Linked DNA regions of Gossypium arboreum: region 2 is linked to region 1. A link is a contact called in public Hi-C data. All regions are on one chromosome and are shown on one strand. The core of a region is the stretch at or near the end of the contact, and the rest is flanking DNA. Distances in the headings are between cores, read along the strand shown.

What was found. Hi-C and Micro-C count contacts between places; a contact is called where the count stands out from the background.
Region 2: a contact with region 1 is called in a Hi-C map of leaf, with 1.9 times the contacts expected there. The contact joins the enhancer-like site here to the promoter of LOC108482644 in region 1. A contact is called at or near these places in 2 of 5 Hi-C or Micro-C datasets (both in leaf).

Annotation. Positions count from the first base shown.
Region 1 is chr1:83,824,446-83,830,131 of ASM2569848v2, reverse strand. LOC108482644 reads right to left here and starts at 1,399. Exons shown (of 3, transcript XM_053020321.1): 1 at 1,022-1,399; 2 at 804-931; 3 at 165-726. The coding sequence starts at 1,184. The coding sequence ends at 331.
Region 2 is chr1:83,898,533-83,903,980 of ASM2569848v2, reverse strand. No RefSeq gene overlaps it. Among protein-coding and RNA genes, the nearest start is that of LOC108480346, 8.1 kb to the left of the region's middle. Within about 2 kb of position 2,685, at least 2 of the 2 cell types and tissues checked have an H3K27ac peak or open chromatin away from gene starts, as enhancers often do. A contact at or near this core is called in leaf, where this site is marked.

The sequences.
Region 1 (5,686 bases), core at 150-2,649:
TAAGTTTGATTAGGAGCTCGGTTATTTATGGGTTGTCTTTGGCAATACTCCAATTGGCTACTTTATGGTAGTTTAGTTGTCAACATCCGTCGATCCATCAAATTTAATTAAGCCCCCAAGTCTGTGTTCAATCAATAAACAAACAACAGAGTGCTTTAAACAAATTTATGTGAATTCCCAATAAAGCCAAAGAGAAGATAAAGTTGTTGCTATCTTCAATTTGGAAATTTAAAAAAGATTTCTACGTTCTTTGTTACATACATTACCATCATGGACATCAATCTGAACTAGACAGCAACAGCCGACATATGGAAACAAGCAAATTATATGTTAGCTATATATTAATATCATGTCCATTACAACTTGAGTTGTGATCTCCTCTGCTATGGCGTCTCCAATTACTAGTCCTATCTCCTTCTGTTCTTCATAAACATTCCATTCCTTGGTTGAATCCATTCCATCCAACTCCAACAATTCCCTTCTGCTCCATAATAAGGGAACCTTGTTTGTTGGCTGCAAAACCCTTTTCGATAGTGAAAATGGTGAAGAATTAGACCCATCAGGCTCTGCTAACTCTCTTAATCCTGGCTTGCTTTGAACAAGTAAATTCCAGACTGAAGCTGAAAATATTATCAGCTTACTCAAGAACAAGCTTTTCTGCCTCGTCATGTAAAACTGAGGGCTGTATTCCATGCAACCGCACTGAAGCTTTGAATCTGCAACATCCTGTTAGCTTTATATCAAATCTCTTTTCTTTATGCAATAACAGAAAATGATAGATAAACTATAAAAGCTTTTTCTACCTTCTTTTCCCTTTCATTGTAGAGTTTCAACATAGGCGGCTCATCTATGTCAGTATCTGAGCATGAATTATACACTGTTGTGCTGCTAGCGGTGGAAAATGTATCTGAAGAATTCTTGGCTTTTGACCCTTTAATTGCAAACAACTTGTTACATACTACAACTTTAAGTAGTTTAGGGAAGTTGGGAATACCCTTCTTGTTGATCCTTAAAAACTTGCCTGAATTTCCATGGCAGCCAATGGACTTGTTGTTTCTCAAACACCCTCTTTCTGAAAGGTAAATCTCTAAGATGAAAGGTTCTTGTTGTTGTTGAAGGAGCTCCCCAAGTTGTCTTCCTGCTGGCTTGGATGGTGATGATGATGATGCAGTCCTAGTCGCCATTAGAATAACCTCAAGGGTCTGAAAAATGTATTATTGTGGCTTTAAAGTTGAAAGGGCTAACTAGGTTATTAAATGGGAAAGACAAGACATATCTGTCAGTTTGGGACTGAACAATATCAGAAACACAAAAGGAAGATTGGGTTTGTAAAGCTATCAAAGAGAGAGACAATTGTCAATCACAATCTCAAGGTTATAAAGCTTTAATTCTAAGGCACCACCCACAGTTTTGTGCTCATTTAGTCTAGCTGTAATACCATCTATGAACGGTAAAAATAGGATAGGAGGTTATTTCATTGCATTTAAAAAAGAAAAAAAAAGGAATTATATGAACTAATTAAAATTTTTACTTCTTATTCAATCTTGGGAGCTTGGTCGGATCTATCTCTTATTTTATATGCATTCCAATTTATTTTTTGGTGTTGGTAATTAATAATAATAATAATAATAATAATAATATGGTCCCAAAAGCAGTTGTCGTTTTCTGAATGGTGTCCAAACTAGTCTACATTGCTGATGGGAACACACGCAAATTCAATGCTGAAATTAGGCGCCAGAAATTATTACGTAAAATTTAAATAAAAGATGAATATCACAAATTAAGATTATTATTTGAAAAACAGAGCTAAAAAAATGAAAAATAATTTTAATTGGTATTTAAAGTAATAAAAATCTATAAATAAGACCCATGATGATCTATGAACTGCGCTTATAGAGTTAAAAAGCTTCATTGCATGTGTCTCAAATAGTTATTCTAAAAATTATTAATATTAGAGATATAAACTATTAGATCTAATTGAAATATTCGGAACGAGATCAGGTGTAGTTATTTACTTATAAATCTATTAAGGGGTTCAACTCTCTTTTTAAGAGAAGTCCTTGAAATAGAGATATTATATTTAGATGTATATTCTCAATTTTAGTCTAGAATTTTATCTCTAGACTTTGAAGAGAACCAAAAGAGTTTACAGAATTTAAGGAGTGTTTCACCACCAAAGAAATATTTAGCATTTAACTGTGGCAGGTTCGAATGCATGATATTATATGCCATTGGCAAGTAAGGATACTAGACAAGTGGTGGTGTTTTTATCCACTAAGACCTTTTAAGGACATTAGTTTGAACCCCATCAAAGTAAAAAATGTTAAATATTTCTTTAGTGGCAAGACGCTTCCTAAACTACGTGAAGTCTTTTAGATTTTTTTTTTTAAAAGTAATTTTGATAGACTAAACTCAAAGTTAAAAATGAGCATAGATATTTAATTCTATATAGATGAATGGAAGTCCAACTGAAAAAACATTATGTAGATGATTGATTCACATAGAGCAACAAAAAATTTATATTAAAAATTATTTTCGAATTGGATCATAATTTCTATTTTTTTATAAAAAATCAACGTCACATATTTTACACTAACCGAAAAAGAAAATGGTTATAATAAAGATTAATGATTTTAAGGGCTATATTCCTTGGAAATTATGAATGATTTTATTTCAGGGCTTCTTTTTGCTTTCGTTTTTCCTTTGTTTGTGCATATTTAATATCGAGGTCGGTTTCTTTTTTGTTGATGACATTATATACATGGGAGGTCCCATTGATACCATGATTTCTGTTTATAAAGTAAATTAAAAAAGACTTGGGAGCATCTTTTAATTCATGAGTTGATTGATGGGTTTCTTTTTTTAATTTGTGTTTGAACTCTAAATTTATGTTTAACCTTGCTTTTCATATAAAAACATATTAACAGTTTATTACATAATTTCTGTGGTTACTTTAAAAATTCTGTAATTACTTGGATAACAAGTTTATGTCAAGTAACTTCAGACATAGTTTTTGAAAGGAAAAAATGTTGCCTCCTCTTTCTCAATATTGGATCGAATTGAGTAAAAAAATTTAAATTTGTTAAGTTGACGAGTCTTATTTTATCATTCTAATTGATTTAATTTTTTAATCAAGTATTCGAGCTAAATTTAAAAATTAAAAATATCAAAATAAAATCTTATTACAGTATAACTAATTTCATGTTAGAACACAAAATTTGAAACTATATATTTTGAAAACTTAAATTTGAATTTGTAATTTACTTGTTTAGGTCCTCAAAATTATTATTTTATTTTTTTAAAATTTAAACATTTTTATATATTTTTTCTTTTTAAATATTGTAAATTTTAAAATATTTATAAAATTAAAATTTTATAAATATTTTGACTTTTGAAAATAACTTTGATATTTTTATTGTATTTTTTATTGAGAGAGGTCAATTTGCTCAATTTCAAAATTGCTGGGACCAAAAATGTATTTACACCAATTTATTATTTGATTTGTTCGAATTACTCAAGTTATTCAAATTGTAAAATTCAACTCAACTTAAACTCGAAAAATCGAATAACTTATTTGAATTTACTCGAAAAACTGAATAATTTGAATAACTCGATTCAATTAACGCAAAATTCAAAAAAAAATTTAATTTTTCTCGTCGAATCAAGTTTTGCTCACCCCTATTTATATAAGGTTGTAAACTAACTGAGATCAAACGAATGAGTATATGTCTATGTTTGTTTATCTATTTTTAAGTTGATTTGTGTTTGATTCGTATTCATTAAAAAATATAAAATTATATTCATGTTCGTTTCTTTAAAATCATATATACTTGTATTTGTTTATTTAAACTTAAAAAAATTATGAATATTAAATAAATATTTTCTAAAACATATCCATAAACATATAATTATACATGTTTACAATATATATATATATATATATATATATATATATAAATCTAATTATGAATAATAAAACTTATTTTTAATATAAAATGATAAAAAAAGAATAATTATATTATAAATCATTACAATAAACACACAAGTAATAATAATGTTATTAATTATATAATAATCAAACTATAATTGAGTGTTAAACAAATATAAATAAGTTTATTTCATGAATATAAATTAACTGTTCAGTTCATTTAGTAAACAAGCATCACAATCTTGCTTACATTTGTTTATTTAACTTGATAAAGTACCATAAATGAATTATTGAACAACACTCTCTTCACTTACACTCATATGCCTATGCAAGAATTCTTTATTTTATTATGATTTCTGAATTTGAATATTATTTTGGACGAACATAAATTTTTTATGGATCGATATAATATTCAATTATTTAATCGATAGAATAAAAAGTTGAATAGTTAAAATAATTATAATTTTTCAACTAAACTCTACCATATAATTTTCGAAAAGAATTATGAATCACTGACTAGTATTAGAAATCATCTTGATATATAAAAGTTTTCATTATTTACATTATACAAAATCATGAAACTCAATAGATCAAATGATCAATATTTTGCAAGTTGAAGTGAACTCAACATTTGATATCAAAACCGGTTCTAGAGTACCAGCAATATGCCCCAAAGGATAGTTGATTCTTGTTGGAATAGGGTAAGTATGATGATTTTAGAGGAAGAACATAATCCTAAATCAGTTATATGTATATATAAGAGTGATATGGAGGTTATTCTACTTGGATTGTATTTTATCTCTTTTACTTAAAAAAAAAGATAAATGAGTATTTATACATTCGATTAAAAAGAAATTAATATTTTTTTATTAAAAAATCATCTATTTATACTTTTAAAAATTGACGTGATTGATAGAATAACCCGATAATGACATGTGACGTGCACATGTATCTCACGCTGATGTATAGTGACTAATTTCTAATAGTAAAAATGGATGAAAATTTTAACAAAAAAATTAGTTTACTCTTTCATCTAACGTACATGAACTAATTTACTCATTTTTTAGTAAAAAAGATAAAAATGATTTAACTCCTAACACATATACTTTTACCATTATATATATTAAAGTTTGATTAAACAAATTAGTGTGAACCATGAGACGGGCTTTGGGGGAAATTGTGAAAACTACAATGGAAGTAGAATCCAAATTTATTTGAAAGAACCCCTCAGCTGCCAAATTTTGTACTATGATGGCCATGGTATTGTCACGCCTCATAATCTGCTCCCTCATATTTTTTGTTCTTTCTCCTGTCATCAAACCTTGTTCTTGTGATATTATAAAATGTGGGTATCCAATTATCCATCCATACTGCTGATAGAAACTATCATGGATGGGGATAGGACATGGGGCCATTGTCTCCTTCCTTCACAATAATAAACAGGGCAAAGGCAAAGGCGACCTTTTCATCTTTTGGCTTATTTTATTATACATCGATAAGAAATTAAGTACATTTTGTTCTTGTTATACCCATACAAATTTCACACATAAATATTATTAAAAAGTAAAATATCTGGATAACGTAATTCATAAGTACGAGACAGGGGTTAAATTTTTTTTTTTATCAATCAACATGTAAAAAAGTGTTCAATTCAATGGTGTGAGATTCTGGTTTGAAGCAAGAAAAAGAACACCATGAAAAATGTCATCGTCTCAAAAGTTTCCATTCTTTTTACTTATAGCCGAGTTTCACTAACTA
Region 2 (5,448 bases), core at 1,436-3,935, 73 kb before region 1:
GTGTATTTGAAGCTGCAACTGTATCGACAACATTCTCTGCGCAATTTTAAGAACCAGAAGTTGTCTCCTCGGTATTTTGGCCCTTTTTTAGTGGAGGCTCATATGGGACAGGTTGTTTACAAACTATTGTTACCACCTTCTCCTTGTATCCATTATACTTTTCATGTCTCTCAATTGAAGAAGCATATTGGTTCAGTGGTGAGTGTTTCTACTTTGCCACCAGTGGGGTTTGATGCAGCTCTTCTCAAGACATCGATTCAAATATTGGATAGACGCCTCGTCAAGCAAGGTAACCATGTTGCTGTGGAGGTTCTCGTTGAGTGGGCAGACACATTTCCTAAGGATTCTGCTTGGGAGAATTTGCAGGATCTTTAACGTCGTTTTCCTATGTTTGATCCTTGTGGACAAGGATCCTCCTTCAAATGGGGGGTATTTGTTATGGAATAGTTCAACGACCTTTCCCATTTTCATATTTTCGCCATTATTGTTATTTTTTTTTATTTTGAACGATGCGTTTTACTTTTGTTTTCATTCTCGTTATACACGGTGTGTTTTAGCATTAGTTAAATGGTATGTTTTAATCCATTATTATTGTTAAGGTCAGTCCGTTATTTGGTTACCATTTATACATGTAACAAAAGTCCAAAAACGGTTATGAAAATTTGAATCAGAATTCTTTGTATTCTCTCTTTCTCTTTTCTCTCGATTTCTTTTCTTTTTCTTCTCTCTGTTTTCTACTATTCTAGATCTATTACGTGACAGTTTTACATTTCAGTAAATCTCTTTGCAGAAACAAGAACTAGTGCTCCTTTGTATCACATACTCATCTTCGTTCCTCAGGTTCCCTATCGACTGAGCTCCTCGGAGATTCAAATCAAGTCACCTCTTTATCCGGACTCAGAAATCCCGATATGACTACCTCTCTGTCCCCTCAACCAATTCCCTTTTGATCTCTTTGAATGACTAGTTCGACCGCTGTCGAGGTTTCTTCCAACCAGAAGTCAACGATTCACTTCTTCTTTCCCATGCTGCCATCGCATGTGCTGCTTCATTGGCTCCCCGAGGTATGTGGCTAAACACAAGAGTTCTGAAATTTCTAATCTTGCCTTGAATTTCATTTATGAGTCCTCCGATAACAGATCTGTCATTTCTTTCTTCTGTTTTTTGAAGCTTTTTAACGACCGTTACTGAATCTCCTTCAATAATGACGTTTTTAAACCCCAAGTCTTCTGCGAAGTTAACTCCATGAAGGCAGACCTATGCTTCTGCAGTTGTCGGGTCTCGTACATTCCTTACCGTTTAGGTGCATGAACCCATTACAAATCCCTTGTTATTTCTTGCAATAATTCCAGAAACTGCCCTATTATTTGGCTGATGAAAACTGGTGTCAAAGTTTACTTTGACTTGGTTATCTGTTGGGGGCTCCTAATGGGCCTTCTGTATTTTGTGCTAACTCTCAAGGATATTATCCAACATTTTTATTTCATTTATAAGAGTTTTGATAAAGCTTACTAAATCAATTACACTTTATCGAATGCCTTCATGATAAAAAAATGTTTCTGTTGTGCCTAATCGCCCAGAATGAAGCTACTAAGCATGTATATTGCTTTGTGTTACTAAAATTGCAAGTCTCGATTAACCAACGTTTCCATTTTGTGTTTTCATGTGTGGGTCCGATCCGAACTTCCAACCTCTGGAGGACTTGCTTCGCAAAATTACAGTCTCGAAAGACATGTGCAATTGATTCTTCATCTTCACCGCAAAGTGGACACAACGCTTCAAATCTCAACTTTTGGAATTTTAGAGAACTTAGAGTAGGCATAAAATTGTTTGTGATCCTCCATAGGTTAATCTTAATCTTGCTGAGAACTTTTAATAAATTTTCATCTGTTCTGTCAATATTGTACTTTCATTTCCCAGCAAGTTAGCTTCTTTTGTAATACTCCATATGTATCCACTTTTTGTCGTGTATTCGTCTGATTTTTCACCCCACTAGACCATGGTATCTGGATGCTATGTATTCCCCAGGGGAATAGTTCTAATCATTTTTGCTTGGTCTTCATCAAAGAGGCCCCTTAACACTTCTTCCTTCCAAGTAATTGAATCGGGATTAATAAGTTCTTCAACCATAGTATACCTCCAATTGATATTCTGAAATTGTAAATTTCCATTCCCAGGGTATGGAAGCCATGTGTCATTCCAGATATTAACAGAATTCCCGTCGCCTATCCTCCATCCAACACCTGATTCTAAAATATTCCTTGTACCCCATTTACTTCTTCAAGTAAATGAACGGTGAGTTACTAACTCAGCTTTTAAAAAATCATTGCGTGGGTAATAAGTAGCTTTCATGACTTGCGCTAGTAAACAATTAGGATCGTAAATAAGTTTAAAACCTTGCTTTGCCTGCAAAGCTTTATTAAAATTTGATAAGTCTCTAAAACCAATCTCCCCATATGCCTTTGGGGAACATAAAAACTTCCAACAACACCAATGAATCCCTTTATTTGTTTTTAAATTTCACTACCAGAACTTACATATAATGCTCTCCAACTCTCGACATAATGAAACTGGTAATCGTAAACACTGCATAGCAAATATGGGAATAACTCGTAGTACTGATTTAATAAAAATCTCCTTCCCTCCTATGGAAGGTTGTGAATTCTCCAACTTTTTACTTTTGTCAAAATCTTTCTTTAATTTCAACAAAAGCGTTTTTCTTTCTTCTTCCCAACATCGTTAGTAACCTAAGGTACTTCTCAGGATTATTAGCAATTCGAACACCCAAATCTCTTCCTATTTTAATCTTGATCTCATCACTTTATGTTATTACTAAAATAGATTAAAGATTTATCAAAATTCACCATCTGTCCAGAGATTGCCTCGTATTCATTTACCACTGTCTTGATAGCTAATGCCTCCTCCTTTGTTGCTTTTCCGAATAAAATACTGTCATCAACAAATAAAAGATTAGTTATTGGCAAACCACTTCGTCCTACTTTCACCCCTTCTATTTTCCCTTCCCTTTTTGCAAGATTAAGTAATCCTTTTGCACAGATGAGAAATAGATATTTCCTTAGTGGATCCCCTTACCTTAGACTCTAGTTGGTTTGAACTCCCTTCCTTTACCTCCTTTAAGAACCACCGAATATGAGACAGTGTTAATACATCTCAAAATCAATGAAACCCATTTGTCACAGTACCAAGAGTTCTCATCATTTTTCCAACAAAAAGTCATTCAACCTTATCGTATGCTTTGCTCATATTTAATTTTAACGCGAATAACCCTCTAACCAACCTTTTCTTCTTAAAAGAATGCAACAGTTCATAGGCCACTAGAATATTATCGGTAATTTGTCTACCAGGCACAAAAACTCCATATGTTTCTTCAATACAATAGCTTAGGGTCTTTCTAAATCTATTAGCTAATGCCTTTGAAATTATTTTTTCAAATTTGTATGTCACATTACATGGGCTAATCGATCTAAATTGCCCCATATTTTTTTGCGTCAAAACCTTAAGAATTAGGAGTTTATTGAAGTATTTAATTGTTGATATATATATATATATCTATTGTTTGTATAGTTGTAGGTGTTCCTAAAGTCTAGAATGTTGGTAGTTAGCCAAATACTAAGACAATGTTACTAATAATTGCTATTTTTATACCATGTGGGATGCTAATATCATCATTTTATATTTTTGTACACCCAAGCACTCAATAGCTCTTATCCTTATTAATGCTTTTGGTATTTTATGACCATCAATTGTTGTTTGTAAGCAACCAATTTCGTTTTGGGCGTAGTATACCAATTTAAAAATATTAGTTCAAATTTACACTAAAATAAGATTCTTCAAATTTGACTTTTTCTCCTTTCATTATTTATTTTCTTTATTTTTCAATTTTACAACAAATTTTGACTAATAATTTGAGTTTTCGATTTAAATGGAGATGTGAATCTTTTATTATCTAATCCAACTTAATTTAGGGTATGTACTTAATATAAACTTTTCAAAAGAAAAAGTCAGTTGAAAATGTTTATTTTATTTTATTTTAAAATGATGCATTGTAATACTTAATTCTTATCAATTTATCAAATAATATTCTAATGTAAACTTAGTACTTATAAAATATAATATTAGAAATTCAGTACTAAAATTATTCATTTATCAAAAAGATGCCTTAGATAATTTTAAAGGAAAAATATTTGGTACATTGTAGTGAAATTTTTAACTCTATAAATAAAATTATAGAGTTGACAAGTGTCATATAAAGATATAGTAAAATATTAAAAAATATATTTTAAAAAAAAGAAGATATGACAATTTTAAAAATTTTTTGTGAAATAAAAATATACATTCTTAGTATACCAAATATTAATCCAATTTTGATTTGTAAATAATTGGATAACTATTTGCTATAACAGCATAGAAATTTTTTAATTACAAAAGCGAGTTAAAATTACTTAATTTATATTTAAAAATAAAAATAAGTAAACAAGAGATATAATAAATTTGTAACCTCATTATGCAATTAAAAATCACACTATTTAATTAATTAAAATATTGAGGAAGCATATCAGGTTTACCCATAGAAGTGATTGGTTGGTGACATGAAAATTGAAACTAAGGTATAATAATTTTAAGTAAAAAACGAAGGTCAAATGTAATATTTTATCAAAAAATTCGTATAGTTGCTTGATGAATAGAAAGGTAATGGAAAGGGCGAACAAAATATTCCTTCATATGTTATGAAATTCCAAGTAAAGCAAACTCAAAACTGGAAAGTAAGCCAAAAGGTGCATGTATACCAAGCTTTTACTTTTATCACACTACCTATCAATTATTTGAATACCAATTTATTTCTCTCCTCTACTAACTATACACAAATCCAAAAAATATTCAATATCTAAAATTATCTTGCTCTATTGTGAAACCAAAACCGACAAGACAGAGACAGAGGTGGTGTTAAGATTGTCATTTCTCAAAATGAATGCCAACATCCCCTTTAACTAAGTTTTTATTTTTATTAACAACTCTCCACCCTTATCGAACAAAGTACTAATCACATATGCATAAGATAATATCTACTCACAGTTATAATAATTTATTTAATTCTCTAATTTTAAAAATATATATTTTCAATTTTCAATTTTTTCTTATTTAAATTTATATTGTTTATCAAATCACAATTTTTAATATATGTTAATTTTGTTAGTGTGAATGCTACTTCAATAATTAATTAATTTTTTAAATTTAAAATGTATAAAATCCTAAAAAATAATTTATTTTAAAATTAACTAATTTCTTACATGATATACACATAGACTGTCATATCAGTAAAATTAATAAACTTTAAATTTTCAATTTGACAAACAACACAAAATAATTAAAAGAGATAAAAATTAAATAGTAAACTAAAATAAATTTTTGTAAAATTAAAGGACAAAA